Linked DNA regions of Triticum aestivum: region 1 is linked to region 2. The links are chromatin contacts, called in public Hi-C maps. All regions are on one chromosome and are shown on one strand. The core of a region is the stretch at or near the end of the contact, and the rest is flanking DNA. Distances in the headings are between cores, read along the strand shown.

What was found. Hi-C and Micro-C count contacts between places; a contact is called where the count stands out from the background.
Region 1: a Hi-C map of leaf shows a contact between it and region 2, with 5 times the contacts expected there. The contact joins the promoter of LOC123112312 here to the enhancer-like site in region 2. A contact is called at or near these places in 5 of 5 Hi-C or Micro-C datasets (leaf, root and an unstated tissue).

What each region holds. Positions count from the first base shown.
Region 1 is chr5B:438,489,610-438,494,416 of IWGSC CS RefSeq v2.1, reverse strand. LOC123112312 (probable E3 ubiquitin-protein ligase XERICO) reads left to right here and starts at 2,552. Exons shown (of 1, transcript XM_044533265.1): 1 at 2,552-3,490. The coding sequence starts at 2,681. The coding sequence ends at 3,166.
Region 2 is chr5B:438,070,889-438,075,394 of IWGSC CS RefSeq v2.1, reverse strand. No RefSeq gene overlaps it. Among protein-coding and RNA genes, the nearest start is that of LOC123112310, 17 kb to the right of the region's middle. Within about 2 kb of position 2,909, at least 2 of the 8 cell types and tissues checked have an H3K27ac peak or open chromatin away from gene starts, as enhancers often do. A contact at or near this core is called in leaf, where this site is marked.

The DNA.
Region 1 (4,807 bases), core at 1,303-3,802, 420 kb before region 2:
TACATAAACTAACACCCGCAGTAGTTTGCAAAAAAAGAAAGATCAGGTAATGGCCGTAATCACCAGAAGTGCAGACTCAGCGGTATGACCACTTAATAAACTATGCTAGCAGCATGTAAAGTAAAGATTGCAACAGTCCTGAAACCACGCAAGAGGCTGGAGAAGAACGAGCGGCAGGGGAGAGTGGACGTAGTAGAGTACGCTAGGCACCAACAGGTTGGCAGAAAGGGTGGAGCCGTCCACCGGATTCCAGATGTGGATCACCGGCGCCCACATCACCCACATATACTACTACCCCTCCTGACTAGTCCACACGCGCCAAATCTGCCGCGAAATCTTCGCTTATCCCAGTCATTAAGTAGCCAGAAGCACCGAAACACTATCCTAATGCGCTAAATAAACTACTCTACCATCAAGTTGCATGTTCGTTTGCTTGGCTCGATCGACCTCCTCTCCTCTCCTGAGGCCACTGCTCGCCTCTCGTTTCACATTGCCACGCGTGCTCGTTCGTCCTGGCCACCGCGACTCGGGCCTGCCGCTGCATGTGCCGGCGCAGTAGGGACGACGCCAAACCGGACGCTTAACGCAAGCAACCACCTTGTTTAGGCGGTTGATCGAGCCGTGCCGTGCGATGCTACACGGCACAGCTCTCGCCGTAGTGGACGCGCCCCACCCACAGGAATTCTCCTGCCCTTCGCTGTCGCCGGTCGAGCAAAATGTTAATGTTACGAGGCAGGCACACTGAGAAATGATCATGAATAGTCGTCAAGTAGCTACGTAAACATGCATCCCATATGGCCTGGTTGTGTGCTTTCGTGCCGTGGTCTCTGGACGGTGCGCGTGTGAGCAGAATTTCCAATTTGTTTTCAGCAAAACCTCGCTAAGGATCCAAAAAATTCGATTTTCCCTGACATGCATGCCTGTCGCTGATGGCTGTGCTTTGGTGTCGCCATCGGTGGAGTAGTAAATAAAGATATCGGTCGATCTCAGTTTGAGCAAGGACGGTGCGCGTGTGAACAGAATTCCCCATTAAACTTTCAGTAAAAGCTTACTATATGAACCGACAGAGCAACGGGCCATTTGAAAACTCCACCGGCTTAGCTAGTTAGCCGCGCAGGTCAACAGGCCGTTGGTGGTCAAGTTCAGACGCAACACAAACACTTGAGCTGCACGTACCCGTCAAAAAAAGCTTGAGCTGCACGTACTACTGCCTACTAGTAATAGTAGCAGTCAAGCTAGCCTAACCGGACCGTCTTTCTGTTTTTTTCTTCTTTTTCTGATTAGTCGGATGGATTACTATTGACGGGCACATAGCATAAGCAAGTAGTACTTCCACTACAGTACTGTATTCGGTAGCTTGTCAAGCAACTTTCATCGACCGGCGACACCCGGGCGAGAAATGGTTAGGTGCGTTCCACCGAGACTTTGGCCACGCCGAGCAATTACGCAAAGCAAGCAGCCGCTGCCCACTGGTGTGCCTAGTGGTCAAGACCCTCCACATCCATCGCAGCCGGCCGGCACCCACGGGTAGTACACGGGTCGCCGGAGGCATCCTGGAGGGCGGGGCACCGGACCTGGCGGCCGCGCGTCCGTCCGCTGAACCCGAACGGCTGAGCCGCAGCGTCCGTGACCGCGTCGGTCGCCGTCTCTGGCGTCCCTGTCTCGCGCGTCCAAGACTGGTCGCGGCCGTAACTGCGTCGATGGGGAGGGGACGTAGTGCAGTGGCGTACGTACCAGGAGATCGATTCCCATCCCAATTCGGTGCACGGACTGATCGGGACCGGCCGGGCGGGGCTCGCGTCGGGTCGGGGTCGGTTCGACCGGCCGGCCGCAGTCGTGCAGGCACGGCAACCCGATCGGCGAGCTGATCCTCCTCCGGGATTACCATTCCCGCAGAATCGGAAGGAAATACTACTATTTCCACGAGAAAAGATTCGGAAGAAAAATCCTCCGTCTTTTCAACTGAAATGACCGCCGCAGAAAGAAAACTGAAATGAGGTTGCGATAATGTCTTGTGAGTCAAGCACGTCACGGTTCGCAACAGATAAATGGCGGGGATCGTGCTGAGCCGCTTATGTTCGGTACGCTGCGTTGAATTCCCTTTCGCACTCAGCTTTTTTTGATTTGGATCGGTCGGGGCCGTCAGCCAGCCAATCAGCTTCGCCAATCGCGCCCGATGATTTTCCACTGTCCCGTGACAGTGAGATCGGTCACTCGATATTGTACCATCATCTCCGGTGCAATGCACGTACAAATGCGTCCACCGGGTTTTGGATCGGCCGGCCCAAATAATTGGCCTCAGGAACCATGCACGCATTATTGGACGCCACAAACCGAACCAGAGCGGGGAATTATTGGGCGCCCACGATCGAACCGCATCGCATGTGGGGTGTCCCCTACCCAAGCGCGGGGAATTATCGGACGTCCGTCGCGCGGATCCGACGGCGGTGGGCTGGCGAACACGGGTCGCGGTGCACCACCCGAACGAGATGGGATGGATAGGGAGGTGACACCAGCAGCCCCGGCCCGGCTATAAATGCGCCCACCCCGTCTCCCCCTCCCTCACTGTATCCATCCCACCACACCAGCACCACAGCCGCTCAGACCGAACCGCCCCTGAAAGAAGGCGCAAATTGCAGACGGGTCCACGGATCGATCCCCAATCCTCCAGGCCGCCGCGATGGGCATCTCCAGCATGCCGGCGCCCAAGGAGAGCCTCCTGATCTACCTGCTCTACCACGCCGTCGTCTCGATCGCCGCCCTGGCGGGCCTCCTCCGCGCCGCGCTCGTCTTCCTCGGCCTGCCCGCGCCGCCGTCGCTGCTGGCCGGGGAGGACGCCGACGGCGCCGACCAGCTCACGGCGGCCACCCCGGCGGCCCCCAGCCTGGCCGAGAGGTTCAGGAGCAGGTTCCGCCCCGCGCGCTTCGGCCGGAGGCGGGGCGCGGCGGCGGTGCCTGACTGCCGCGTCTGCCTGGTGCGGTTCGAGGCGGACGCCGTGGTGAACCGCCTGCCCTGTGGCCACCTCTTCCACCGCGCCTGCCTCGAGACCTGGCTGGACTACGACCACGCCACCTGCCCGCTCTGCCGCTCCCGCCTCCTCCCGGCCGCCGCGGCCGCCGACGAGTCGTGGTCGCCGCCGGCCCCCACCCTGACGGCCTGGATTTAGGCACGAGTGAAGCGAAGAGAAGAGAAGAGAGAGATTCGCCCCGTCGCGTCGCCCCCGGCTATGTGCTAGCTCCGTGTGTGGCCTCTCCGTGTGCGCGTAGGAATTTAGATGGATCCTAGCAGAGGGCTCTGCTCCTCGCCTTTCGCATTTGCCTTTTGGTTTCGTTTTCTGTACGCCTCGTGCCATCGCTGTACCGTGTAAATATTTTTCAGCAGAGAGCGCTCCTACGGGTGTAGCGCTTTGTGTGATGAGAAATTTGTGTACGGCCTTCGGCTTTTTTTACGAGAAACGGAAAATTGATGGAACAAGGATGTGTTGTGAACACCAGAGGGGCCTCTGTGTTCTTGCCTCTTGGATGCCCCTAACTTCTCTCTCCAGATATTTATGGAAAAATCACTACTAAAGTTTCCTTATTTTACTCTTTCCGTGCACACCGTTGTATTACCAATTTCAGGAACTGGTAGCTGATCTTAACAAGAAACCATTGCGAATCGTTGCAGGTGTTTATTAATAAAGCAGATCAAGAAACCAGTGCTATTCGGGTATTTTGTACCTGTTGTTAAACCAGATGAAGAAACCAGTGCCATTCGGGTACTTTGTAGTAGCGTTTGTTAAACCAGATCAAGAAACCAATACTCTACCAATTTTTACAAAGTGTTCATTAAACCAGATCAAGGAACCACTGTAGCAATCTCTTCCGGTGTTTATTAAGCAAATCAAGAAACCAATACTATTCGGGTAATTTCTAGCGTTTATTAAATTAAACCGGATCAAGAAACCACCACCACTATTTGGGTAATTTCTCCCAGGCTCCAAACAAACGGCAAGGGAATCCTGCACTAATCAGGAGTACTATAAAACCAGTGGGGTTGTTGGTTGAGTGATCGATTATTTTTGGGGGGTGGCGTTGCAGGTATCCCCGGAGCAATTAGGCAGGGGAGACAAGGCGCTGAAAGGCACGGCAACGGCAGCGGATTGTTTATGCGGGCGGGGGCGGGGGCGGGTCACATGGATTACGGATACGTGCTTATCAACGTGGCCCCACTTGGCTGCGTCCGCATCGCCGATGGCACATGCCGCCAATCTTGGGCGTCCCTCCATCGGCTCCTTGTCGTCACGGCCAAGGTCCCTTTTTGTTATGCTTTTTTGCCCCTTGCGCTGCAACCCCATCCATGTTAACTTTTTTTTTATGGAATCCTTTTTTAAAAGATAAAATCCATGTTAACTTCTGTACCATCCTCAAAAGTCATTTTTCTCTAAGTTTTTGTTGTTTGCGAAATTAAGCACTAGCTTAGCTAGTCTATCCCCATAACTTTTTTTTTAAAATTATAGCATTGCAACCCTGAATACTCCCTCCGTTTCAGTTTACAAGGCGTGCGCGTACCCCTAGGTTGTCAATTTTATCACCGTAATATAAACTATATAACGAAATAATCATTTGAAAATAGAACATCTTAAGTTTATAATGGTATGTTTTTTTTGTAATATATGACTTTTTTTAGGGGAAATATTGCCGCATTTATTTAATCAAACGCATTCGGAATATCATCCGAGATTACATCGAGCACACACGGGTGACCCCCACCCAAACCTTGCAAAGCTCATCTCCTACCCCTATTTTTGCTAGTTTATGAGCGGCAA
Region 2 (4,506 bases), core at 1,660-4,159:
ACGACTCAGATCCCTCCTCCATGCTCCGCTCCTTAGCAATTTGTAAATCTAAGAAGTCAAAATGAACCACTCATATAAATCTTGCTGTGAAGTTGCTTCTACATGTGAACATAAGAAAAAGGGGTACCGTAAACTACAATTAGGCAAAACTTGTGAACCTTCTTAGTCTCATACCTGAAGCTACAAGGCCGTTGTGGCACCTATCAGACAGTATATCAATAGATAGGATCGGCGGTCACGACATTCCCGGATGCACAGTTCCTCCGCTCCTTCCCCGCCACAGAGCCCTCCTCCATGCTCCACTCCTTAGCAAAATCAAAGAAGGCAAAACAAACCACACATATAAATTTTGTTGTGAAGTTGCTTGTACACGTGAACATAAGAAAAAGGGGTACCATAAACCAAGGTTGGAAAAAGTGCTAGGCGGTAGGCGGGCGGTGACCCTCTGCCTAGCGCCTTGCCTGCCTAGGCGTAGCCTAGGCGGCCCAAGGCGTTTTGTACGATAGCAGGTTAGGAGGATAATTATTTGGGTAGATTTTGTACCATAGCAGGTTAGAAAGACAATGTGGTGATAAAAAGGATAGACTTTGTACCATAGCAGGTTAGAAAGACAATGTGGTGATAAAAAAAACATACATCAGGCAATGTGAAGAACTAAATATAGTCTATTCAATGGGGCAGCACGCCCATAGAAATATCAAATATTCAAATATATTAGAGGCAAACATCACACAAACCCAATTGGCATAGCATTATAAATTATGAGTTCAACAGTTCACACATCAAAATGAAGTTCTTTAATTCCTAGAATCTTATTGGGAAGACTTCTCTCACAAGTCAAAAAGGGAAATTCCACATGGACGCACACACAAACGGTTCGACTCAATGACATAAAGATATAATATATAAAAAGTACTTAAGAACAGACACATGTTCATTTGGGTCTCCTCAATTATCAATAGCCATTCTCCTCATCTGAATGCATCTCCTCCTCATCATCAAACTCCTCTTCTTCATAATCAAATTCTTCTTCTTCATAAAGTTGTCTTGGTCTCGCACTTCTACGTGGCTCGAGCAGTTCATCGCCTCCCATTGCTTCTCCAATGCCACTCCCTGGCATCCCTGTACTATTCATCTCCTCCTCATCTTTATCCATATAGATGACTTCTGCATAATCATCTCCACCCTCAAAAAGAAAACCTTGAGCTTCAGTAGTTTCAGCGAATAAGAGGACATCAGTGATCTTCTTCTCCTTGATCATTTGTTTCTTGGCCATCATTCTCGAGTTGAATTGTATGAACACAAGAGAGTTTAGACGTTCTGTAGTTAGCCTATTTCTTTTCTTCGTATGTATCTACAACAGGAAAAAACATAAGGATTAAGAACAGGGAATGTTTTGACATGTGACGGACTAATCAAGCTAGATGTGAGATTAGAGAGTCAGGAGACTAACATTTTCGAAGGTACTCCAATTCCTTTCACAGACTGGAGAACTTGATGTCAATGAGAGGATTCTCACAGCCATCCTTTGTAGAGCTGGTGCTTCAGTTCCATAGAGCCTCCACCAAGATGCTATGAATTAAAGCACAGAATCAAGTTAACAATGTATTGCATAAATTCTGAATATATATTGAATAAATTAGACTTCACAAAATCAGAATGCATACCTGCATTATAATCAAAATTTTGACAACTCCTCGCAAGCTTCTTTGCAAATGATCCTTCTTTAATTCAAAATTAACAGCTTGATCTTGTTTGTCATCATCACCATAATAAAAGGTCTCCACACAGCTAATGAACCCTTCGGCATTAAACTACAATTAGGCAAAAATTGTGAGCCTTCTTAATCTCATACCTGAAGCTACAAGGCCGTTGTTATCATCAACCATTGCTGCTGTATGTGTGTATATTGGTATTCAACCTCAATTCCTCACAATTTGTAAATCAAGCACATACCAGTAGCAGCCTCGTTGATGGTCTTTGTCACCGTCTGCTCCCACGAGGTCATCACGAGGCAGCCGCTGCTCCTTCCCATCATCCATCGTCTCCATCTTTCTCGGGCCCACGGGCTCGAGCAGGATGCCAACGACGGCCAGAGGGGCGGCGACGCGCATGCCGGCAGGGGGAAGGGAGAACAGGGGCGGCGGTGCTCCCTCCTGGAGGAGGAAGGAGCAGGGGCGGTGGCATGTGCGCCGGGAGGAGGCCGGGAGGGCATGGGCGGCCGGGAGCGAGGGAGGAGGTGGGGGCGGGGCGGCGCCGGGATCCAGGGAGGTTGGGGGTGGGGCGGCGCCGGGAGTGAGGGAGAAGGTGGGGGCAGGGCGAGCCAGGATCTGGGGAGGAGATGGGGCGGCCGCCGGGGAGGAGGTCGGGGGCTGGCGGCGAAGGGATCTGGAGGAATCGCTAGGTCAGGAGGAACGGCGGGGAATCGCTAGGTTTTTTTTCGCGGGAGGGTTGCGAGTTAACGGAGGTGGGAGGATGACGAAAAAACCCGAAGGTGGGAGGATGATGAAAAAAACCAGCGAAATTAAACCGCGCAGACTATTCACCAAGTCGTTCATTAAAAGTAGAGACTTGGGGGAGTTGATGGCTCTAGATTATCACTTTTAGTACCATGTTTTGGTTTAGATTACGTTAGTTTTGTATTTTCATATGCCAAATGTATAGCGAACATCTACTTTAAATATAAAAAACATGATGTTTGAGAGATAGATTGTATGGCCGGCATCCGGCAGGATGTCACACTGGAGGACGTACGTTTGAGTTCTAGAAGGTACCCCTAAAGGACAAGCCTTAAATGAACACCCAGAAATGAACGCGCACCGTCCGGCGAATGCCGATCATGCAACCATATCACACACAAAATTCCTTACTTGACTAGTGGAGAGAGAGGAGATACTTGTCTGATGGAGAGAGAGAGGAGCGTGACACATACGTAATCGAACTGAAAAGAAGGAGAAGAAAAGAGGGTCGGCACAGCGCAAGGTTTTGGATGCGTCTGCTGCTTCGACGCCAGGAACAGAAACAGTAGCAGAGAAAGGTGTTTTTCGCATGGGCGGGGTGGGGTGGTGTCACGTTTTGTGGGCGGAGATGCGTACGGGCGACGGATTCTGGGTCAGCGTCGACGTGTTAGGCCGCCGTGTTTCAACCCAAATGGTTGAAATGGACATGTGTCTGCATGGACCATTTGCACGCATCGACGTTGTTGGAGTTGCCCTAAGCACATCTGCACACGCAGGTCGATCGTAGCTTGGTTGCCAGCTTCATTTGACAGTCAAAATTAACAACTGTACCGCAATGTTCGTGCAAATACTACGTACGTATTCGATATGCTACGGTCCAGCTTGGGGAACACAACGTACGAACCGATGGATGGCGGAGGTGCTGGCCTGCTGTCGCTTCGTCTCATCTCTCATGTCGACGCAAAGTCTGGATGGATATCCATCTGTGCAAGCTTTGCGTCCGTCCGCGCGTGGTTTCGAATGCGCCCAGCACACAGGATGTACATCCAGATTCAGATATGTGTGCCGAGCTGAGCCGGAGGATGAACTCCCCATGCTGGCGTTAGCTGTTTCTGGACTTGCTCGTTAGCTGTTCCGGACTCCTCCCCACACACAGTAACCTATCTGCCACACATCATGCAAGCTACAGTCAGTTAATTATCAAAGGTTTAACTTGAGAATTGTAACTAGTTATATGAGACTATACGTGGTTAGGTAGCCAACTTAAATGCAATTATTCAAATGCAAGTACTCTTTTAATTAGGGTTGGAGGATTTGTGAGAATGGACATATTATATCTTTACGAGCCAGTAAATTCTTTTTACTCATTTGTCAGCCTCCCTTTCATTATTTCTATTTCTTAATTGCTCGAGGATCGACGAGCAAGACTTAAACTTTGGGAAGTTGATGGCTAGAGATTATCACTTTTACTAGAAGGTTTTTGATATGTCTGAGATCCTCAAACCTATTAGATTACATTAGTTTTATATTTCAATGACAAATGTATAGCGAACATCTACTTTAGATAGATAAAAAACGATGTTTACGAGATAGCATTGTATGGCCGGCGTCCAACCGGATGTCCGTAGACATTGGAGGTCGTATGTTTGAGGTCTAGAGGGTATCTCCAAGGGCAAATCTTAAATGAACACTCTGAAATGCACGCGCACAATGAGGCAAATGCCGATCATGCAACCATATCACACAGAAATTCCCTACTTTGTAATGGAGAGAGAAGAGCGTGACACATACGCAATGGAACTCAAAAGAAGGAGAAGATAAGAACAAATCAGTAGCTGAAATGTTTAGAAAAGGTATGGCCTCAGTCTCTTTTAGGAGAACTCTAGGATGGAGTTTTTCTCGCTTTTGACGTAGCAGGCCTTCAAAAGGGAGGGCCGCGCGATGGGCTATTAGCTCAGTGATAGAGTGGGTCCCTGATAATTGCATCGTTGTGCTTAGGCTATGAGGGCTCTCAGCCACATGGATAATTCAGTGTGCTCAGCAGCGC